Regions from separate parts of the Cricetulus griseus genome. Here region 2 is linked to region 1. A link is a contact called in public Hi-C data. All regions are on one chromosome and are shown on one strand. Each heading gives the region's core, a stretch centred on a gene start, on an enhancer-like site or on the middle of the called end of the contact. The rest is flanking DNA. Distances are from core to core; before and after follow the strand shown.

Region 1 (5,805 bases), core at 1,166-3,665:
TGAGTTCCCCCTAAACACAACACGGCTCCGGCTCCGCTTTGGCAGTATCAACAGAGACATTCCATGGACAAAGACAGTCGGCGAGGTGTCAAAATTTAGGAAAATGAACATCCCACATAGAAGGCTAGCTGAGAAGCAAAAGGAAGAGAGAGAGTGAGTTAAGTCAGCTTCTTATACTATAATAAAATGCCCAAGGAAATACAACTTACAAAGAGGAAAGGTCTATTTTGGCTTATAGCTTTGGGGATCCCAAATAAATAAATATTATAATAAAACCGGGTTTATTATATCTACAATCAACTGGTCCTGTTGCTTTGGACCTGTGGTGGGAGCATAAGGAGTAATTTGGCCTCATGACCAGAAAGGAAGAACAAGACACCAGGCCCTTAATTCCGTCAAAGACATGGCCTCCAGTGACCTCCGACTTTCCAGTAACCCCACGTCCTAACGTTTCCACCATCTCTCGGTGGAGCCAGCCACCCTCTGGACCAAGATTTTAATGCACAGGTCTCTGGAGGACATTTAAAATCCAAACTACAACACTCCTGAGATGTTTGCTCTTGACAGGGGCCAGAAATGTGTGTCTTCCACTGTAAGGCACCATTCTGGAGACCAGGGCTGCCTCCCCAGCCCCTGGGGTGTCAGTGGGCACTGCTCTAGGACAGAAACTCTCCAGGAGGTTGCAAGGTTTTCTTTCTACAGAGGTTATGATGTAGGCCATTTTCAGAAAAGCACGAGCAAACACCTCATTAGTGTCTCAGAACCCCAGATAATGACTGCCACTATCACTTTGGACTCTGGGCCACTCAGGGAAGCTGGAGCCAGACTGAGAAGTCTAGGCCATTCCCATCTCTTGACTGCTTCAGGGTATGCCTGGTCACAGGGGGGGGGCAGGTCAGAGGAGCAGTCCCAGCAGCATGTAGAAGTCCCCTCTACTCCAGAGCACCACACAGGCTCACAGAAATGGCCACATGGGTAGCATCTTCAGGCCCTTGTGCACATGTGCGTCACAAATTACTGTGAACCATGAACAAAGGGCCAGATTCCTCCCTTTTCTGAGCCTTCAGTCTCTTCATTTATAAAACTGAGATTATTAAAACCTAAGCTTCGGGCTGGAGAGAGCACAGACTGCTCTCAGAGGTCCTGAGTTCAATTCCCAGCAACCACATGGTGGCTCACAACCACCTTGACTGAGATCTGGTGCCCTCTGCTGGCATGCAGGCAGAAGACTGTATACATAATAAATAAATAAAATCTTTAAAAAACAAAAACAAAAACAAACAAACAAACAAAAAAACCTCAGCTTCAACGGCACAAAGATTAGATGGGAATTAGGAAATAACTTGGTAGGTACCATGAAAAGTGAGATGCTAGTGAATTTGTGAGGAACCCTGCGTGTTCTGGCTAGTTTTAAGTCAACTTGACACAAGCTAGTCATCAGAGAGGAGGGAGCCTTAATTAAGGAAATGCCTCCATGAGATCCTGCTGTGGGCAAGCCTGTGCAGCATTTTCTTAATTAGTGCTTGATAGGGAAGGGCCTAGCCCATTGTGGGTGGTGCCATTCCTTCGCTGGTGGTCCTAGGTTCTATAAAAAAGAAAGCAGGCTGAGCAAGCCATGAAGGGCAAGCCAGTAAGCAGCACTCCCCCATGGCCTCTGCATTAGCTTCTGACTCCAGGATCCTGCCCTGTTTGAGTTCTCTGACTTCCTTCAGTGATAGACTACGATGTGGAAGTGAAAGCCAAGTAAACCCTTTCCTCCCCAAGTTGTTTGGTCACTGTGTTTCATCTCGGCAATAGTAACCCTAACTAAGACACGGTGTGACATTTTAATGTCCCCCAGAGGGTCATCATGCAGAAAGCACTTAGCAAGCATGAGGATCAGAGGTGAGTAGGATCATTCCAGAAGGTGTGGCTCCCCTCCCTCCCCTCTCTCCAGCTTCTGTGGGGAGAGGGCTGGGTACATAGCCAGGGGACAGAGGCTTCCCTTGAATGCACAAGGCCCTGGGTTTGATCCTCAGCATTGCAAAAACTTTAAGTTTCAAATTACATGTGTATGGTGGTGGTGATGGTGGTGATGGTGGTGATGGAGATGATGGTGGTGGTGACGGTGGTGACGGTGGTGACGGTGGTGACGGTGGTGACGGTGGTGACGGTGGTGACGGTGGTGACGGTGGAGGTGGTGGTGGTGGTGGTGATGGTGATGGTGATGGTGATGGTGATGGTGATGGTGATGGTGGTGGTGGAGGTGGGGTGGTGGGTGGTGGGGGTGGTGGAGATGATGGTGGTGATGGTGGTGATGGTGGAGGTGGTGTTGGTGGTGGAGGTGGAGGTGGTGGAGGTGGGGGTGGTGGAGGTGAAACGTGCCGGGGATTGCAGATGCCCATGAAGTCCAAAGAGGGCACCAGATTCCCTGGCTGGAGCAACAGCAGGCTGTGACTCAGTGGGAACCAACCTCTGGTCCTCTGCGGGAGCAGTAAGTGCTCTTACCTGCTGGGCCATTTCACTAGCCCGAAATGTTTTTAAGGTACTAATGAGAGCAAGTAAACCATCTTCAACCTTCTACGGGCATCCCATGCTTTCTTTCCTTGTCTTAAAAGAAGTAATCATTTCACTGGGCTTTAGTTTCCCAGCAACCACGTTCTGTTCAGTCTCCAGGGTTTTGACAATTCTTTGATGTGTGAGTCATATTAACAGTGTATTGCAAAAACTTCCTGTAAAGAAATGCAGCTTTGGAACGAATCCTCATGTCTTGCTTAACTTTGTTTGGCAGTCTGGTGATGTCTGTGGTTCTATTTGTTTTCAGACAGGATTGCCTGATATTGCCAGGTTCCTGGGCTCAAGTGATCCTCCTGTTCCAGGCTCCTAAATAGCTGGAACTACAACCATGCGTCACCAAACCAGCTGTGGACCTCTGCTAAGAACAATGCTTTTGTAGTTTTGGCTGTGAACCTAGTCTTTGAAAGGCTGAGACATCTCTCCAGGCCAAAACAATAGCCTTTATATGCATTTAAAAAAATAAAATAAGGGGCTGGAGAGATGGCTCAGCGGTTAAGAGCACTGGCTGCTCTTCCTGAGACCCAGGTTCAATCCCAGCACCCACATGACAGCTCACAACTGTCTGTAACTCCAGTTTCAGGGGATCCAACACCCTCACACAGACAGATCTGCAGACAAAACACTAATGTATACAAAATAAGATTAAATAAATTATTAAAAAGAAAATAAAACACAGGGCTCTATAAGCAGCTCAGTGGTAGGTCATAGGAAACTCCAGTTTAGTTCCAGCACTGGGAAAAAAAACTACCTAGAAAGGAAACAAGTCATATCGAATATCGTGAATACTCTGTTCTATTTTATTATTTTTGAAGATTTATTTTAAGCTGGGTGTAGTGGCACACGCCTTTAATCCCAGCACTCAAGAGGCAAGAGGCAGGTAGATCTCTATAAGGTTGAGGTCAACCTGATCTACAGAATGAGGTCCAGGACAGCCAGAGCTACATAGTGAGACCATGTCTTCAAAACAAAAGAAAAAAGGCCGGGCATTGGTGGCACACGCCTTTAATCCCAGCACTTGAGAGGCAGAGGCAGGTGGATCTCTGTGAGTTCAAAACCAGCCTGGTCTACAGATCGAGTGCCAGGATAGGCTCCAAAGCTACACAGAGAAACCCTGCCTCAAAAAAAAAATGAAAACAAAAAAAAGATTTAAATTATGTGTATATGTGTGTATCTCTGTGAGGGGCTGAAATGTGCGTGCAGGTGCCCGTGGAAGACAGGCATCAGAACCCCTGATAAACTGGAGTTACAAGTGGTTGTGAGCCACTGGACTGGGTGCTGGGAGCCAGCTGCTAACCTCAAAGTCATCTCTCTGGCCCATATTTTTACTCATACGCATCTGTGTGGTGTAAGTGCACACGATGGCAATTGTTCTTGGGGGTCAGACAAAGGCGTTGGATCCCCTGGAACTGGAATTACAGGTGGTTGTGAGTCACCTGATGTGCCGGCTGGGAACTGAACTCAGGTCCTCTGCAAGAGCCATATGTCTTCTTAGCCACCCCACCATCTATCCAGCCCTCAAATAGCTTTAGATATTTGATGAATTCCCATTCAATGGCAAGGCTGGACTGTAAGTGTAATAGCATGGCTCCAGCAGTGTCAAGGAGTGATGGAGGAGCGTGTGCCATGGGACACAGAAGCAGCTGTGGTGGGGTGGGCTGCCAAGGTGGCTCTGTGAGCTGCCGGGCAAGCATGAGGACCTGAGTTCAAGACGCAGAACCCATGTTTTAAAAGCCAGCCATGGCGGTGCATGTTTGTAATTACAAAGGAGACAGAGAAAAGTCATGTGCTTGCTGGCCAACCAGCTAGCCTACTTGTTGAGCTCCAGGGTCAATGAGAGTCCCTGTCTTTAAAAAAAAAAAAAAGTGGCTAGGCACACCCTTACCCATGTGCAGATAGCTGACTGGCATCTCTTGATGACAAAAATCACAGGACCTAACCTTGCCACTGTGGTGTGTTGCCTGGCTTTACAGCAGAAAGATGTTCGGGTTTAGTTAGAAGTTTGTAAATTCCGATCAAAACTTGATGGCACACACTGGTAGGACTTGCTGGAGGTGGAGGCAGGAAGATCATGAGTTTGGGGCCAGCCTGGGCTACAAAACAAAACAAAACCAACCCACTCTCAGGACCGTCCTGTACTCTTTGTCCAGCTTTAGAATCCCACCCTCAGTTGCTGTTCAGGCACTCAAGATGCTGAGAGGAATGACAAGTCCATAAGGTCATGGCCAGCCAGGGTAACACAGCAAGGCCATGTTCCCCCAGTCTCAACTGAAGAGGAGACCTGTGTCACTTCTCCGCCTTACTTCATCCACTTTTAAAAGAATTACTATTATCCAGGCGCTGGTGAGGGTTGCAGCTTGTGCGTCATACCTCATGAATCATGCCAACACATCAAAAGGCTCGGATGGGAGAAGCTGAGTTATCTTCCTTTTCTTGCCTGGGTAAGTCTGTATGCATCCCCCCACCCCTCCCTCCACCCCACCCCACCCCCCCACACAATACAAAATACATGGTTTTCCAACCATGAACTTTAGCTCTGTTTCTCTCTTTCTGGGAGTCTGGTGCAGGAAGGTTGCCTGCTTTAAGGGTGTTATGTATTGTTTAAGGTTGCCCATTCAGGACGGAATTCACTCTCCCCTTTCTCTTATCTCTGCAGTGCTGAAGCAATGCCGTGCTTGAGAGCTTTCCAGCTTACAAAGCACCTTCATAAACATCTTATGTGACTGTTTTGAAAACTTGATAGAAATAATTCTTATTTCTACGGACCAGTGACCTAAACCCAAGAGAGGTTAGGTGACCTCCCAGGAGCTAACATTTCTTTATACCAAGTAGGCTACTGTTGTCATCACTGTGATGAAACACCTGAAGAAACCGGTTTAGGAAGGAAGGGGGAGTTGACTTTGGGGGACAGTTTAAGGGCACAGTCTACATGGCAGTAGGGCTGTGGTGAGCCCACTCCTTCTACAGTCATGTGCTCAGCTTACCTGCCTTCACCTTTTTATTCTGTCTGGGACCCCAGGCCATGGAATGACACTGCCTACTCTTCTGGGTGGGGGTGGGAGGTGGCCCTGGCTATCCTGGAACTCACTCTGTAAACCAGGCTGGCCTCGAACTCAGAGATCTGCCTGCCTCTGCCTCTGCCTCCCAAGGGCTGGACTGAAGGTGTGCGCCACCATCACCCAGCTGGTACAATGTCCACTCTGTAGCGTGGATCTTCCCTCACCAGTGAAATCCCACTGGAAATGCTCTCCC
Region 2 (5,805 bases), core at 1,376-3,875, 89 kb before region 1:
GCTGTCAATCAACTGCTAAGTGCATGTGAGGCCATTTTTATACTTTATACTTTACTTTATCACTTGCCCTTCAGGACAGAATCACATCTGCTACAGATCACATCTGGCTTAGACATTAGAGATAACACATGGCCAAAGGCAGCCAAGGTTTCATGGTCACCCAGTGGTACAGGATCAGGTCAGGAGAGCCAAATCTCCGCACTGTTTGAATCACCTGCAACATGTAGAAAAGTTCTTTGCCCTGGGTTCCAGTCTAAGAGTTTGGGGTTTTTTTGTTTTGTTTTTTGTTTTTTTGGTTTTGGTTTTGATGTTTTGGTTTGGTTTTTTGGTTTTGGGGTTTTTTTGTTTTGGGTTTTTGGTTGTTGTTTTTCTGGTTTTGGTTTTTGGGTTTTTTGGTGCGTGTGTGTGTGTGTGTGTGTGTGTGTGTGTGTGTGTGTGTGTGTGTGTGTGTGTGTGATTTTTCCATTGGTTTAGCAGCTACAACTGAATCTTCTGGTATCTTAACAACCATCTGCAGCCCTGCTGCCCGGCAGTCAGCACTCTGCTGCTCAGGCTGAGATCTAGCAGGATTCCCAATCCCTACCAGTACCGGCTCAATCTCTGCTGCCAAATGTAGTTTTTAACTAAGTCTCTATCATTCTGTCTACCAATAAAGACTCAGGAGTCAGATGATGGAGTGAAAACCTGATGGCTCAGATGGGCCGAGAAGCAACCAGCTGACCTTCCTTTTGGCCAGAGAGAAAGCAAGAGAACTTCTCTCCATTGGTCCCAAACCAAAAAGACCATGAATCCCTAAGTCCCTCCCTACTCCTTCCTGTGTATGTCTGTCTTCCTGGTCCTCCATACTCTCTATGGCTAATTCTTATCAACTAGTTGCTGGCTCTGCCCCCTGACCCAAGGTTGATTTTATTAATACAGTCTCAGAGTTTCACAGTAGGATTAAATAACCTGGAACATATATGTCTATCCAAATGTGGTATAGGTTATCTCCAAACTCCAAAGTGGATAAAAATAAAGCAATAGCAGCAACAACAAAACAAGACAATTCTTTTATCTGGACATGAGCAGAAGGAGCAAGGAAGGACTTGGCTTTCACCTTCAAAGGCACATCAGGAGCCCCACATGTGTGGGCTTGTCACTCGTGTGTCACCAACTGCACTTAAATCTTACAGCATCCGGATACGGGATCAACACAATACCCATGAGATACTGTTCAAAAACAGACTCTGCAGCAGCAGGTTCATGGAGTGGAGGTAGTCCTGGGGAGAAAAAAAAAAAACAAACTGTTTCTGGTTTGTTCTGGCTGTGAGGTTAGTGGAACAGTGAGGGAGGAATACTTTATTAAATGAATGGCTGCTTCTTAGCTATGTGATTAGATAACCCTGGGAAGAGCCTCTACCGAGCTCATGAAAATCTTATCAGTGCCCCAGATTTGCCAGTCTTCCGGACACTTGGCCAGATGACTTAAAGAGAGGTGGTCTACATTTTACATCTCAGGTTTCTCAGGAAGCAGACTCTGTGGCATAGACTGATGTGTAGGAGGTTTACTGGGAAGTGGTCTGAGATCGCCACCTTTAGAGGAAGTGAAGGAAATAAAATTGGAGAGAGGAGGAAGTAGGAAAAACTGCAGCCCCAATGAAACCTGCAGTTGATTTCACAAGGAATACTAGAGTAGGGGTACCTGGCAGAGCTGCTCTGAACTGGCAGAAAGGGACAAGTTTCTCTCTGTGCCTCTGAATCACTAGCCTTTGAGATAGACTTTCCCAAAAAGGGGGTGTAACTTTGGCAGAGGTAAGTCCTGGCAGACACTGGTCCCCTTGAGAGGAAACAAATGCTTCAGGCCTGAAAAGAAAATCTCAGGGGCACATGCTTGGCAGTGTCTCCACTACCACCACATCCTTTGAGGTCCCTGTTCTAGGCCTGCCATGTTGATTTTAATTTACTGATTAATTTAACTTCATTTGTTTACTTATTTGCAATACTGGAACAGAGCCGAGGCCTCATACATGCTAAGCAAGTAACCTATCACTTGTTCCTTGTGAAATCAACCCAGACCTTGTCATATCAGCCAAAGAGGACCCATAATCAATTCTCCATACACAAAGATCCACTCCAGCCAAGTGTTTTCTACGATGGTTACCATACTTTCCTTCTCCAATAGTAAATCCATTTGGCTTTTGTGTCATTCTAACCATAATGGAAGAGCCCATTTCTATGGTAGCATCCCCTTCCTGAAACCTCAGGACTCTCCACTCAGCTTCTGATACGGATACAATTTTCAGTGCTGTGATGAACAGTTTCTTCTGGACCCAGCCTGAAGGTAGATGAGAAACTCGTATCTAATAAATTCACCTCAAACAGACCTCTTCAAACAGTCTTCACATTTTGTCATGCATGGTTCTTATTGTCAATTGACAGGAGCTAGAGTAACTAAAGACAAGTCACTGGATGTGTCTGTGAGGAACTTTTCTGGATTAGACTGAGGTAGGGAAGACCCACCCTAAAAACGTGGGCAGCACAATTCTGTGTGCTGGGGTCCCCAACCAGGTGAAAAGAATGTGAGCTGCGCTCTGGCATTCGTCACCCACAGCTTCCTCACGAGGGTGCTGTTGTCCTGCCTTCCCCACCGTGATAGACCACGCCCTGAACTGTGAGCCATGGTAATCCCCTTTCCTTTAGTTGTTTTTATCAGGGGTTTGACCTTAGCAACGAGAAAAGGAAGACAGGTTCGTTCCCATACAACAGATAACAAATCTCCAATAGCATTAATCTGATAGACACATTTTCTGTCCATCTGCCCTGTCACTTTCTGAAGGAGGAATGTTAAAGTGCCAGGCAGTGGCACACACCTTTAATCCCAGCACTTGGAAGGCAGAGAGGCAGATGGGTCTCTGTGAGTTGGAGGCCAGCTTGGTCTACAGAGTGAGTTCCAGGACAGTCAGGGCTACACAGAGAAACCCTGTCTCTGGGGAAAAAAGTTAAGTACTTGTCTACTTCTTTTCCTTGATTGTGAAGTTGTGTCTTTTTTGAGACAAGGTCTCCTACACAGTTAATCTGCAATCTCTTGCTTCAGCCTTCCAAATTATGTGATTACATACATGTCCTAACATCATCCGTCCATCTGTTACTACACAGTGACCCCTTTCTTTCTCTTTTTTGTTCATTTTTTCTGAGACAGTGTTTCTCTGGGTAGTCCTGGCTGTCCTGGAACTCACTCTGTAGACCAGGCTGGCCTCGAACTCATAGAGAAACCCTGTCTACCTCTGCTCCCCAACCCCAGTGCTGGGATTAAAGGCACACACCACTACCACCCCAACAGTGACACCTTCCAAGTTCTAACCATACAAAGAAAAATTCAGAACTAAGCAAATTGCCAATTTGTTCATAAGTGGTCAACAATCCCTATCTTTATAGGATTCTGAGAAGTACATTAAGTGCCTGGGTAAAAAGCCCCAACTTTACATTCTGCATACCACCTGGCATGTAGTAAATGCTCATTTAGCACCCATCTTCAGTGATCATAGGGCTCAGTATGCAATAGTTAATTGTGTAGTACTTCTGAAGATGCTTATGATTGTTCATTATTATTAATGTCATTATGACCGTTGCCTTGGAAACTACCACCCAACATGTGTAATGCTGTGAGGTTATCTAGCCTAAAGATGCATCAACAGAAAAACCATCATAACTGTTCTGTAAGTACAACTATCTATTGTGTCCTTGTCAAAAAAAATGACACATTAATAAGGTTACATATGATCTGACTGTTACCATAGAGATGCAAAGATTATTTTAAATACGTTCTGCTTAACCTTTAATACCATTTTTTCTAATTTGCAGTTTCTGTAACCTAACAGCTATTTTTGCGATTGAGACCTTCGGAGTGATTCCCCGGTAATGAGCAGTACCTGATAATGCTGCAGTTTTTTATGTATATGCTTGTTTTAGTTTTATTCTGTTTCCTGGCTTTACCAAGGCTGGCCTGGAACCCATGAATCTCCCATCTCAGCACAATGCCTAACAGAGAGAAATTATGCTGATCAAGGTCCAGGAAACAGCCATTTGCTTGGCCCCAGAAGAAAAAAAAAATCACACTAAGATAACTGCAGGTCCAGAGAAACTGTAACACCACAACTAAGTGTTCTAGTCAGACATTAAAGTCTCAAATAGAAAACAACACTTAAGTTTCTAGACTAAGAAATAAGCCGCCTCTCATGGGAGGTACAGTCACAGAATCCTAGGTGAAAAGACCCGAAGGGCCCCAGCAGAGAGTAGCTTCCAACACACACACACACACACACACACACACACACACACGCACGCACGCACGCACGCACGCACGCACTTACCCATGCTCTCACAAATATATTCACATATATACCCACACACTTATATATATGCTCTCACACACGTTCACAAATAAATTTTCAGTCATATAACCAGGCCCTGAGCCTGTAAGGGTAGCACCCCTTACTCTATAGCCTGAGGTGAGAGGATTATTTGAGCTCAGGAATTCCAGGCCAGTCTGGGAGCACACTAAAACCAGTTCTCCTTGTGTGTCTCCTTCCCTCTGAATTTGCTGTCAGTGCATAGTGACACCATCCTCGCGGAGACTGTTCCCCATACTTAGCAGTTCTCTTTATTCCTTCAAATTCCTGAAGTGTTACATCTTAACAATTGCCAAGACAAACCCATTTTAACCTTGAAACATATCTTGGACCTAACCACATCTCTCCATCCCTTTACCCACACCATCATTACAAACACCTTAAAACTGGTCCCCATGACCTTCGCTGTTCATCCCTCACAGGATCATCTCTTACAACTCCCATCTTATCCATACCCATGAAACCCCTCTTGCCTTCTGTCTAAACTCCATACTCTCTACTTAGTGTAAGCTTTTTCTTAATCTGACACTTGCCCACCTATTTTTTCCCTCTGGACTAGAAGGCAAACCCAGACCTCATTCCTATTGGACAAGGGGCTCTAGCACTGAACCACATCCCCAATCCTTGGTCACGCCTCATTTCTAGCCACACTGTCTGACTCTGCAGCTATAGTCACACACAACTAGGCTCCATTCCAGAATGTCCTAGAAGGACCCCAAGGTTTCTTCACGTTTCCATGGCATCTTCTCCAGGCACATACATCTCCCTTTGCCTAAAACACCGTTTAGCCATAGTCACTTCCTCTACTGCCAGGCACCACTAGCTGACTCCTACCCACCCTGGGGTCTCTCGTCTACACCACTTCACAGAGCTCCTTCATGCGCCCCTCTCCTGATGAGCACACTGATCAACCTCAAACATTTAACCTCCTTGAGGACCGATGCTTGGTCTTATCATTCTGTTCTGTGTGACCAGCAGAGGAGCTAGCCTTTCTAAGACACCTTGACTGAGTAAATTAACAGGCAGAATGTGAATAATGGCTTCTGATGGCTTCTTTTTTGTTGTTCTTATTCTAGCCCAAGTTTCTACCTGGTGGCTGCCTTGATTTTTGTCTTGATGCTCACATTCATCAGCATTCTAATTCTGAGCTACTTCTGGTACATGAGGATTTATAGACAGTTTATTTTTGAACCACTTCACAAGCCTCCTACAAAGCAGAAGAAGCATTAGGAAAACTGAGAGTTAATTCTGGATATATATGTAGATAGGTAATGTACATATATGTAATTATATTAAGGATGTGTATTTGGATAAGAAACATTAAATAAAAACTCATACTATTATTAAATTCAAGATCTGAAAAATTTTCTTAAATTAGTCCCCCAAATAACATATATTATATTACTGTGTTTGTTAT

What was found. A called contact is a pair of places that touch in the nucleus more often than the background predicts.
Region 2: a contact with region 1 is called in a Hi-C map of liver, with 3 times the contacts expected there. The contact joins two enhancer-like sites. A contact is called at or near these places in 2 of 8 Hi-C or Micro-C datasets (the CHO-K1 cell line and liver).

What each region holds. Positions count from the first base shown.
Region 1 is chr5:15,850,896-15,856,700 of CriGri-PICRH-1.0, reverse strand. No RefSeq gene overlaps it. Among named protein-coding and RNA genes, the nearest start is that of Hnrnpu, 35 kb to the right of the region's middle. Within about 2 kb of position 2,415, at least 2 of the 6 cell types and tissues checked have open chromatin away from gene starts, as enhancers often do. A contact at or near this core is called in the CHO-K1 cell line, where this site is marked.
Region 2 is chr5:15,939,776-15,945,580 of CriGri-PICRH-1.0, reverse strand. No RefSeq gene overlaps it. Among named protein-coding and RNA genes, the nearest start is that of Desi2, 18 kb to the right of the region's middle. Within about 2 kb of position 2,625, at least 4 of the 6 cell types and tissues checked have open chromatin away from gene starts, as enhancers often do. A contact at or near this core is called in the CHO-K1 cell line, where this site is marked.